2 separate regions of the Mus musculus genome follow, and region 1 is linked to region 2. The links are chromatin contacts, called in public HiChIP or PLAC-seq maps. All regions are on one chromosome and are shown on one strand. The core of a region is the stretch at or near the end of the contact, and the rest is flanking DNA. Distances in the headings are between cores, read along the strand shown. Region 1 overlaps Klhl2 (kelch-like 2, Mayven). Region 2 overlaps Cpe (carboxypeptidase E).

What was found. HiChIP or PLAC-seq counts read pairs in DNA pulled down with a chosen protein or histone mark.
Region 1: a CTCF HiChIP or PLAC-seq map of the NIH/3T3 cell line shows a contact between it and region 2, with 7 read pairs. The contact joins two enhancer-like sites. A contact is called at or near these places in 1 of 39 promoter capture datasets (the HPC-7 cell line), 1 of 15 datasets of contacts at CTCF or cohesin (the NIH/3T3 cell line), 1 of 484 Hi-C or Micro-C datasets (uterus), 1 of 115 datasets of contacts at active chromatin or transcription factors (forebrain) and 2 of 9 other capture datasets (adipose tissue and pancreatic islet).

What each region holds. Positions count from the first base shown.
Region 1 is chr8:64,839,439-64,844,760 of GRCm38.p6, forward strand. The region is part of intron 1 of Klhl2 (kelch-like 2, Mayven); the gene reads right to left. Among named protein-coding and RNA genes, the nearest start is that of Klhl2, 7.8 kb to the right of the region's middle. Within about 2 kb of position 2,758, at least 95 of the 459 cell types and tissues checked have an H3K27ac peak or open chromatin away from gene starts, as enhancers often do. A contact at or near this core is called in the NIH/3T3 cell line, where this site is marked.
Region 2 is chr8:64,670,463-64,676,158 of GRCm38.p6, forward strand. All of the region lies in intron 1 of Cpe (carboxypeptidase E), which reads right to left. Among named protein-coding and RNA genes, the nearest start is that of Cpe, 20 kb to the right of the region's middle. Within about 2 kb of position 2,644, at least 25 of the 459 cell types and tissues checked have an H3K27ac peak or open chromatin away from gene starts, as enhancers often do. A contact at or near this core is called in the NIH/3T3 cell line, where this site is marked.

The DNA of each region.
Region 1 (5,322 bases), core at 1,508-4,007, 170 kb after region 2:
TCTCAAAAGAGTGAGCTCAGAGCAGAAAGAAACTCCTGGCTTTACAAAATGAATACTAAGGCCGCCACACATAATCAAGGCACACGGTAGTGGTACTTCCTTAAAGCGATTTTCAGCTTCTTCCATTATGTTTATTCAAAGACTTAAAAAGAATAAGCAAGAAGTAACGCTGGCTTTCCGTTCTCAAGTGGTCTTTGTACTGAGAGCCACTCAGGAACACAGCCCTGCTGCTCAGACTCTCCCAGTATTAAAGTCCTTCCCACGAGTCCTTCTTTCCTATATGGCTTTGTGTTAGATGTGTGGTCATTAGCAGAATAGAGCAAGACATGACACACCATGTTAAAACTGTAGCTACTAAGAGCACCCACTGGGGGGCGGGAGGGGGGGGATGTAAAAATTTACCGTAGAAACTACACCCTGTGTGCCTAGCTTCCCGTCCCTTCTTGCCTCCGAACAAAGAGCAGCCTTCCTTCGCCAGGAACACTGGACACTGACTGCCTTCTGGGGATATCAATAGAGACACTTGTTCAAAGACCCTTCACCCTTCTCACCTCAACTCTACACTCCACAACCATTCTTACCCAACTGGTGCATATTGTTATCAAAAACACATCAGAGAAAGCTGCCAGCTGCCATTCTTTCTTTTTTGGGGGGTGAGGGGGTTGTTTGGTTTCTTGTTGTTGTTGCGTTTGGTTTTTTTTTTTTTTTTTTGGGGGGGGGGGGTTGGTGGTTTGGTTTTTTGAGAAAGGGTTCTCTGTGTAGCCCTGGCTGTCCTAGAACTTGATCCATAAACCAGGCCGGCCTAAAACTCACATATTCACCTGCCTCTGCTGGGATTAAAGGCATGAGCCACCACCATCCACCCAGCATCAGCTGCCATTTCTGAGAGTTTAAATTCCAGCATACAGTTTAACTGGGCTACAGAGGCGATACTCCTCAGGTTATTACCCAAATGCCTGACCTCCACAGACTCCCAGGCTAGCTCTGTAGCTGTGTTGACCATGTCACCCTACCCTGTGTATTCTCACACCTCAGGAAAACACTCTAACCTGAAGAATTCTAAAATAGTCAAGATTTTCCAAAACCAGGCAAAGGGTTAAAAGCACGCCAACAACACACACAGGACAGATAATCTCTTCCGTGCTATTTGATTAAGAATAGTAGTTTCTGGGTTTGTTTTAAAGGATGGAGAATAGGAATACGAGAAAAGGGCTGGAGAGATGGCTTGGAGGTTAGAAGACCTTGTGTAAACATGAGGATCTGACTTTAGATCTCAGAACCCTCATGAAAAGCCAGGCAGGACTGTTCACGTGCCCCTGACCCAGCACTGTGGCGAGCAGGACAGGGAGCCATCACTGGAACCTGCTGGTGACCAGCCTAGCTCTAAGCTCAGAGAGAGGCCCTGTCTGAAAGCAAGCAGGAAGAGAGTGACCAAGTTTGTATGGTTAACTGTTCATTTCAACTTGACATAAACTAGTCACCTGTAAGCAGGCCCCTCATTTGAGGAACTGCTCTCCTGAGACTGGCTTGTGAGCCCGTCCATGGGAGCTGTTTTGTTTCTTGATTATGGGACAGTCCAATCCGCTGTTGATGGTACCACCCCTAAGCTGGTAGGCCTGAGCAGAGTAATAGTATTATCAGAGAGAGCTAGAGCCAGCCAGCATTCCTCCATGACTTCTGCTTCAAGCTCCTGCTTGACTTCAAGATGAGCGACTGTAACTTAAGATGAAATAAGTCCCCCCTACCCCAACTTGCTTTTGGTCATGGTGTTTACCAAGGCAACAGAAAGTTAACTAGCACAGGACACCCAGCATCCTCTTCTGGCACAATATTGCATGCTCATGCCCAGAGTCCACAGACCACACACACACACACACAGACCACACTCACATCCGTAAAGGTTAACAGAAGAATCCAATCCTGGCCTGGAGAGATGGATCAGAGGGTAAAGTTGATGCTGCAGACACAGGGAGAGCCCAATTTGATTCCCCAGTGCCCACATAGTAAAGTGCATCTGTAGTCTTAGCACTAGGGAGGCAAGGAAACAATTTTTGGATTTTGCTGCCCAACTGAGACGACCAGAATGGAACCAGCAAGTCCTGGCTCCCAATAGAGACCCTATCTCAAAAAAACTAAGATGGAAGGCCACTGAGATGGCTCAGCAGCAGGTAAAGGCAACCACGTCTGAGTCTGACGTTCTGTGTTTGACTCTAAGGACCCCACCGAGTGGGCGGACAGAACCAACTCCCACAAGTCAACGACTGATCTCCACACACGCGCGCGCACACACACACATATACCCCTGAAAAACCCAATCAGTTTCTCGAACCATGCAGATCCATCTGTCCTCCTATAAGGAGTCACGGCAAGACCTTTTCAGAAATATGTCAGCCAGAACGATAGTATCTCTGGGGGACAGGGGTGAAAGCAGCCATGCATGATTTTTAAAAACAATAACAACTGGTGATGTAACACGCCTTACCACCCACTTACCCTCCCACCCTAGGCCGATCATCCCAGATGGAGAACAAGCACTTTAGAGAATCTGGGTTGTTTATAACTTTAGTGTTCTCTGGTACTACAAGTCATGGGTATGCTATGGCTGCAAATTTTCCCAGAGGACCAAAGACACTATGGCACTTAGGATGTAAATGCTTGGCCCCTGGGTGGTGGCCACCATCTCTGCTCTACCCTCTGCCTGCTCACCTCTAAAGCTGCAAGACTCCCCAGCTTGCAATGAGTCAGCCACCATTACTCACAAACTTCTGCCAAGTTCACGTCAGCAGCTGTTGTTTTCAAAGTCACCATCCGTGCCGTACTGCTCTGAAGTTTCCCCAGTACTTTATAATATTTCTCCCGTGCTCTCGCTGTGTCCCCTGCCAAACGTACTTTCAGAAGCTTGGCGAGTTACTAGCAGTGATCCACTTAAAACAAGACCAGATATTGGAAATACGGACTAGAACCTAATGACTGTCTTCACAAGTATTTATCATACCACTCTATAATAAAACTTCCCAACAAAATTCCCTCAGAGCTCCCCTCATCCCCGCCCCATGGTATCTCCCAATAATCAGCAAATCACTGAGAGGCTGAGAAAGCAGTAAGTTTTCCTCGGTCAACACTTAGTTCATGGCAAGGTTATGGTTGAAATTGCTGCAATGTTGTAAAGGCAATTTTTCTACAAGTGTATGGAATTTAAGCATTACTTGGGCTTTAGTTGTACCATTGCACAAACTATAATCAATAAACTTAACAGTAATCGCCAAACAAATATGGCTTTTTAAAAAATTGAGAATGTCTACCCTATTATCCCCAGAGCTTGGACTGGGACAGAGTCTCACCCCAGCAAGAAGAAAAGAAGGAAGGAAGGAAGGAAGGAAGGAAGGAAGGAAGGAAGGAAGGAAGGAAGGAAGGGCAGGGAGATACATACATACATACACACACACACACATACATACATACATACATACATACACACACATATATTGTATCTTTACTGTGTAGGTTCTTAGAACTGAGTATGGGCACCTTGTGAGATTAAACTCCTATCCTATGTGTGGCATAACACCTCATGATCTCATACTCATGCCTCTGGAAATGTGTGTGTGTGTGTGTGTGTGTGTGTGTGTGTGTGTATTGTTTTTGTTGTTGTTGCTCTTATTGTTAAAAGATACATCTCTAATTACTCAGAGATGGAAAGGAAACATCTAGAAAAGGCAGGCATGCTCAGTTGTATTAAGGAATAGGAGTCAGAGACTACTGGAGAGCAGGGGAGACATCTCTTGAGCCCCGGCCTTGGCTGTGCAGGGAGGTGGATGGGCTGTCTGAGGGTAAGAGGCTGATGGAAGTTGGAGCATAATTGCTCTCTGATAGTGGAACAATGGTGCTGTAAAAAGCTCCACTTCAGTTCAACCCAGCGCCATCCTCTTTCCCTCCCACCTCCATGACAAACACTGTACAATCAGGCACTTTTTGTCCCTGACAGTGACTATTACCAGGAAAGGGATGGGGAAAGAGCGTGTCTTATGCAAGATCCATCTTTTCAAGAATATCTCATAAACAATTAACAAAGCATGATCAGAGAAACACTTTCATGAGATGATAAAATGGAGAAAAGGAGGGTAATGAGCCATTTCGAGCATTTCTGTGTCTTTTATCACTCATGGGTTTGTTTGAGTTTTTTTATTTGTTTTCCTTTGCTACTTTTTCTACAATGGTCATCTCTTCAAAGCCGCAACTTAGCCTGGCAGTTCAGATGATTTGATAAACTGTCTATCATCTTCATGGTTGGCTGGGGGATAGGGAAAGACCACTTGAAGACAGGAATCAGAGAGAACCAACCTGTAGTCTTGTCTATGCCAAGCACTAAACAAGTGACCCTGAATCAATGAGAGGGAATTTCCCCTCATTCACTTGTCCCACAGATCTGCCTAAGCATTAAATACCAAGTGCATACAAACGTCAAGAAGAATGTTGATGGGATACGACCATTTGCCTGTATACACTCTCTTGGCCTCCAATTTTAATTGCAACACTCAACTTAAAGTTGAAATATATAGATAATTACAGCGATTAATAAATCAAACAGATAACTGCTGCCAAAATGCCCAGTGCATGCCTGTAATAAAGCAAGATAAGAGGGGCTGACCTAAGACCCTGCTCTAGTCTCAAATCTAACAGAGAAGGCAAGGCCAAATGCCAAGAAATGGTCCAAGCCAGTATACATATGCAAGACTAGAAATTCCCCAGGAAGCTAACAATGATGCAGAAAGGGCTGAAGTCCAGGATTGAATGGATAATAAATAAATAAAACTGTCAAGGAGATGGGGCTCAACTGGGCCCTGCGAGAACTCTAAGTCACTTTAAGCAGTGCGAGCAATAGGCAAGACTGGAGTATCTTGACTTACGATGGCACAAAGAGTTTAGACTCAGAGCCTGGCACATGACCAAGGACTTAAGAGTCAAATGGCCACAGGCCATGGCTTCCTGACTGAGTATGTGGTTACCCATGTCACGTGATTCTAGGATGCTGAAAGGTTAAATTGGCAGATGGACTACAAGATGAAGAACAAAACCAGAAGAATTTTAGGGGAGATGAGTGCAAACTTCCAGGTTTGAAGTAATGAACGCTATGGATAGCAAGCCTCTCCAGCTCCTGCAGGCAGACAAGGTGTGTGTGTGGGGCTGGGGGGGGGGGGGAGGAGTCACAGACCATGTGAGTGTTTTCAGGGACAAGAACCAGATGATGGTCATTCCATTCCTACTTGGAAAAGTTATGTGGGAGGCCAGTTTGAGAATAGGTTATGAAGAGGTTATTCTAAG
Region 2 (5,696 bases), core at 1,394-3,893:
TTCTGAGGTGCTGGCATCCCTCTACCAGCACTGCAAGCTCAATGCACAAAGCTCTTCATGGCTATTCCCTAAGAGTACCCTGTAACCAACCACTCCTCCAGAGGATGGAGTTACAATCCAGATGTCTTCTAGAATCCTGATCACAAATCAACTGAGTAGACATCAGTTCTTCCTCACTTCCCCTGTTAAATGTATATCCTACCACTCTGTTTCCTGGAATCTTCAATTACTTTGTTTGTTTGTTTGCTTGCTTGTTTGTTTTCAAGACAAGGTTTCGCTGTGTAGCTCTGGCTATCCTGGAACTCACTCTGTAGACCAGACTGGCCTTAAACTCACAGAGATCCACCTGCCTCAGCTTCCTGGGTGCTGGGATTAAAGGTGTAAGCCCACCACTACCCAGCTTCAATTGCTTGTAATGTTCCTGATATGTTGGATCTTTATTATCACAACACATCTATGTGTCTTATCCATCCATCTATATAGCATAAGCTTTCTCAAAATGGCAGAAGGTTATATGTATTTAAAATAGATTTACAATCAATAATTACTACCTTTACAAATCTTACATAAAATCCATTTTTATCGTTGGCAAATTTAAAACAGTAATACCTATTCATATTCAGATACAATAAACACAATCATAATCATTATCTTAAATATACACATGTAACCATAATACAATGTATATATGTATAAAATATCGCATGTCCCCCCATTAATATACACAGATATTTGCTGTATTGATTTAAAAGAAATTCTTGGTGACAAACGTGGTAGTAGATGCCTATGGAGACTGAGGCAGGAATACCAAGAAGGCTAACCTGGACTACATAGTGAGATCTTGTCTCCAAAAGCAAAACAAAATAAATTTAACTTAAAAGTGCATTATAACTGGGGGTAGTGTTACATCCCTTTAATCCCAGAACTTGGAAGGCAGAGGCAGATGGGTTTCTGTAAGTTCAAGGATAGTATGTTCTACAAAGTGTGTTCCACGACAGCCAGAGCTACACAGGCCTTGTCATTTTTTTCTTTTCATTTATTCTTCTCTTATATAATTGATCCCAATGTATTTTGCCCTCCACCTACTCTTCCAAGTCCTCCTTCCCCCAGATCCACTCACACCAGAAAAGAACAAGCCTCTTGCGGATATCAGCCAAACATGGGATCCTGACTTTAAAGGCAGGATATCCCTAGAGACACACTTTTGGAATAAAAGGCATACCCCAAGGAAAATAAAGGACATATATAATCATTTGGCTTATGGACATATAATGTAAAAGAATAGTGTCCCAAGTGGATCTTTTTCTAGGTACATCAAGATAACATGATCATATAATGAAGACTATTTGGGCAACTCAATTTTATAACATAAGTAAGTACAAAAGTTAAGCCCTTTAATACTGAATGGCAAAACTTAGATCTATGGATTAATTAGAGGAAACAATGACAGAATTATTGACTGGTTAAAACACTGAATGTCTGCCAAGTCTATGCCTAAAAACTAGGTGTATATCACCTAGGATTCTTTGACAACAGAACTATATGTTTAAATATAGCTAATGCCAGATGGTCTCCTCAATTTAAAAAAATATCAGGAGGAAATATACTAATGCTATGAGCCAAGGCTCAACCAATGAGATCAGTCTTCAGTTGCTAAGCTGTTCTCTCACCATGGCAACACTACTTCAGCAAGAATGTCGGGTTTTCAAGACAAACTATCTGTCTGAAAGTTTCAGATCACTGAAGCAATGATCAGCAGCTACTTCAGCAAAATAAACTGTCACAAACATAGAAACAATATTCTTTAAGACTGTTGCTAATTTTGGGTTTGAAAAATATTATCAATAATCAAGTGATTCTCTTTAGCCTAAAAATTTCCTGCATTATCATTTACTATAAACATATGAACAGGTCAATATAGGACTGTTTTTTCTATGGAAACCCCACGTAGTTAGGGTTATTTATTCTCTGCTATCTAACCTCTAATAACACATGACTTATTCTGCACTCATCTGGAGCAATTCCCACAGCACCCTTCCCAAAGGGTCTCTCCCACTGTTCATTTTCCCCTGGGACTTTGGAAAACACAAATCAGGAACCTATAAGAATTATCTCAGCCAGGCAGTGGTGGTGTGTGCCTTTAATCCCAGCACTCAGGAGGAAGGGGCAGGAGGATTTGTGAGTCTGAGGCCAGCCTGGTCTGCAGAATGAGTTCCAGACAGCCAAGGCTACATAGACAAACTGTCTCAAGAAGAAGAAAGAGGAGAGGAGGAGGAGGAGAAAGAGGAGGTGGAGGGAAAGGAAAGAAGGAAGGAAGGAAGGAAGGAAGGAAGGAAGGAAGGAAGGAAGGAAGGAAGGAAGGAAGGGCACAAAGAAAGAAGGAAAGAAGGAAAGAAAAGAATTGTCTCAATAGAAAATACCCAGCTTCAATTCTTTCTATTCTTCCCCCTAAATTAATTGTATATATTCATTCTAACAAGTACTGTGGTATGGTGGGTGTCTGATTATAACTGTTATTACTGATGAATAACTGCCATTCCTTATTGTATTAGTCACCTGTCTTGTTGCTATGACAAAATACTTGACAAAAGCTTCTTAAGGAAGACAATGTTTCTTTTGGCTCACAGTTTGAGGATATAGTCCATCCTTGGGAAGGGGGTTGCGATGGTGGCAGGAATGTGAAGCATCCAGTTACATTGCACCCACTGTCGGGGGGCAGAGAGAGATGAATGCTTTCATTCAGCAAGTTTCTCCATCTTATGAAGTCTGGAACTCCAGTCCATTAAGTGGTACAATCTGGGTAGATTATCCTACCTCAGTTAGCCTCATTTAAATTATATCTCACAGACACAAAGGCTAACTGAACCTATATGCCTCATAAGCAGGCATAGAGACTTGTCTCCTAGGTGTTTCTAGATCCTGTCAGTATTAATAATCTACATAATCCAATTGGGCAAAATTAAGGTTTTTGTTAGTTGGCTGGATGGTTGGTTGGTTTTGTTTTCTTTTGGGGATTTTTGTTGGGTTTTGTTGTTGCTTTTTCAGTTTTTGTTTTTTTTAAGACAGGGCTCCTCTGTGTAGCCCTGACTGTCCTGGAACTCACTCTGTAGCACAGGCTAGCCTCAAACTCCCAGAGATCCACCTGCTTCTTCCTCCCAAGTGCTGGGATTAAAGGCATACATCATCACTGCTTGGCCCAAAATTAAATTTTATTAGGGATTTTTATTTTTAATTATTCTTCTCTCATATAATACATCCAGATTGCAACTTCCCCTTCTTCTATTCTTTCCAGTTCTACTAAACCTGCCCCCACCCCTAGATTCACTCCCACCAGAAAAGACCAGGCCTCTGAGGGATGTCAACCGAACATGGCACAAGAAGATACAATAAGACCAGGCACATACCCTCACATCGAGGCTGGACCAGGCAACCCAGTAGGAGGAAAAGGGTCCCAAGAGCAGGCAAAAGAGGCAACACCCCTAGTAACACTGTCAGCAGTCTCCCCCAAATACTAAGCCAACAGCTATAGCATATATGCAAAGGACTTAGCACAGGCCTATGCAGACTCTGAGACTGCTGATTCAGTACCTGTGAACCCCATGAGCACTCCTTAGTTGATTCTGTTGCCCATGCTCTCCTGGTGTCCTGGACCCTTCTTGCTCCCACATATTTCCCTCTCTTCCACGGGTTCCCTGAGCTCCAAGGGCAGGGACCCAATGGAGACCTCCAACCTTGGCTCTCTCTCCACCTAGTATTTGCCTGTGGATCTCTGGCATTGATTTGCATCAGCTGCCAGAGGCAGGCTCTCTGAATACAACTGAACTGGAAACCAATCTATGAACATGCAGAACATCATTGGGAATCATTTCCTTAGTTTTTGTTTTGTTTGATTTTTGTCTTGTTTGTTTTTGTTTTGTTAGTTTTTGTTTTGTCTTGTTTTTTTGTTTTGTTTTGTTTTGTTTTGTTTTGTTTCGTTCCTTTTTTGTCCAGTTGTGCTTGGTTCTACCTAGGTCTCTGGGCTCTCCAGCATCTGGTTGTCGGTCTGGCAAGAGCTCCCTCCCATTATAGAGGCTGCCATTTTGTCCTGTTGACAGTGTCCTTTGCCTTACAGAAGCTTTTCAGTTCCATGAGGTCCCATTTACTAATTGTTGCTCTTAGAGCCTGAGTCACCGGTGTCCTGCTCAGGAAGTTGTCTCCTGTGCTAATACGTTAAAGGCTATTCCCCAACTTTCTCTCTGTTAGATCAGTGCCTTTTATATTGTTGAGTTGCTTGGCACTGAACCCAGGCCCTACTCTATGCTTCTCAGCACACGTTCTACTGCTCAGATACATCCATAGCTACTGCCAATGTGTCTCATGAAGCAAGATTCATCTCATCTTCCAAAGTCATCCATTCCACAAAGCATGGTACCATGAATAAGGCAAATTGCAGAGGATTCCATCTACACATCTATTAACACTCTCTCTCTCTCTCTCTCTCTCTCTCTCTCTCTCTCTCTCTCTCTCTCTGTGCTTCTGCTTTGTATTTATTTTAGCTTTTTCTCTGCCCTGGAAGCCCAGCCCTCCCACAAGTTCAGAGAAGTCTTCCAACAAAAGCTTGTTTCTTCCCAGAGTGTGGATTTCACTGCCAAGGAAAATAACATCTTCTGCATTTGCTTATGCTGTGCTAGAGTGATGTATTTCAGTCTTTTCCCCGCTTTCCTCCACCTTTGGCACACCCGTAAGCATTCCCTTGCATGGACTCAGGAAGCCCTGCTCTAAGGACCTGCAGGCACAATGATAAGTCATGTTCCAGTAAACTCTGCCGACAAGTCCGCACAAACAATTCACAGCCACAAGAAATAGCTGTGTCCATTCCCCAGCTATCTCGGGAAATGAGCTCCAGGCACAGGAGGCTTCATCACACAGCACAGGTTGTTTAATCTCTCTGTGAAGCTCAAAGACAATCGTCTATGAAAGGAGAGCGTTCCAGTCCAGGGGTGGGAGGAGGAGGAGCTGTAATTCTTAAGTTCCACAGTTCTAAGGAACACTAATGAAGACTGGGTTCAACATTACGAGTGATTCAAAATAAATTTTCCCTAATCAAAAACCTATAATTGGAAACATTAGTTAAGTGCTAAATATTTCCGAATAGTGAATCTCTCTCTAAATCACCTGACAGACTGCATGATCATGAGATGCAGCTGGGATTCAGGAGCAGCTGCGGATTTAGAAAGCAAAAGCTACAGCCGTCTGGGTTCCCCCTCAGCTCCTCATTACATCCCTTTTGGTGTTTCTGTAGTGGGGGCTTTGTTTTTTAATGTGTTTGCCGTATTGTTTTTGAGACCAGGTATGGGTATGTTATCCAGACTGACCTTGAATTCCAGGCCTTACAATATCCTGGCATCTCAGTGCCTCAAGTATCTAGATCTGAAGCCAAAGCCACTGTGTCCAACACACAAAAATTTTTTTTAATTGCACGGTGAAAACAGAACGCTAATTGAGCTATATTTAACTGATGGAAATTGACTTAGCAAAAATCAAAATTATCTAACATGTTTTTACGTTAAGAATTACTACAAAGTGCGTAGGAAGCTGGACGTGGTAAGGTCTGCCTTTAATCCCAGCACTCAGGAGGCAGAGGTAGAGACATGCCTGTGAGTGCAAGAGCAGCCTGGTCTACATAGCAAGTGGCTAGCCAAGACTACAAAAAGAAG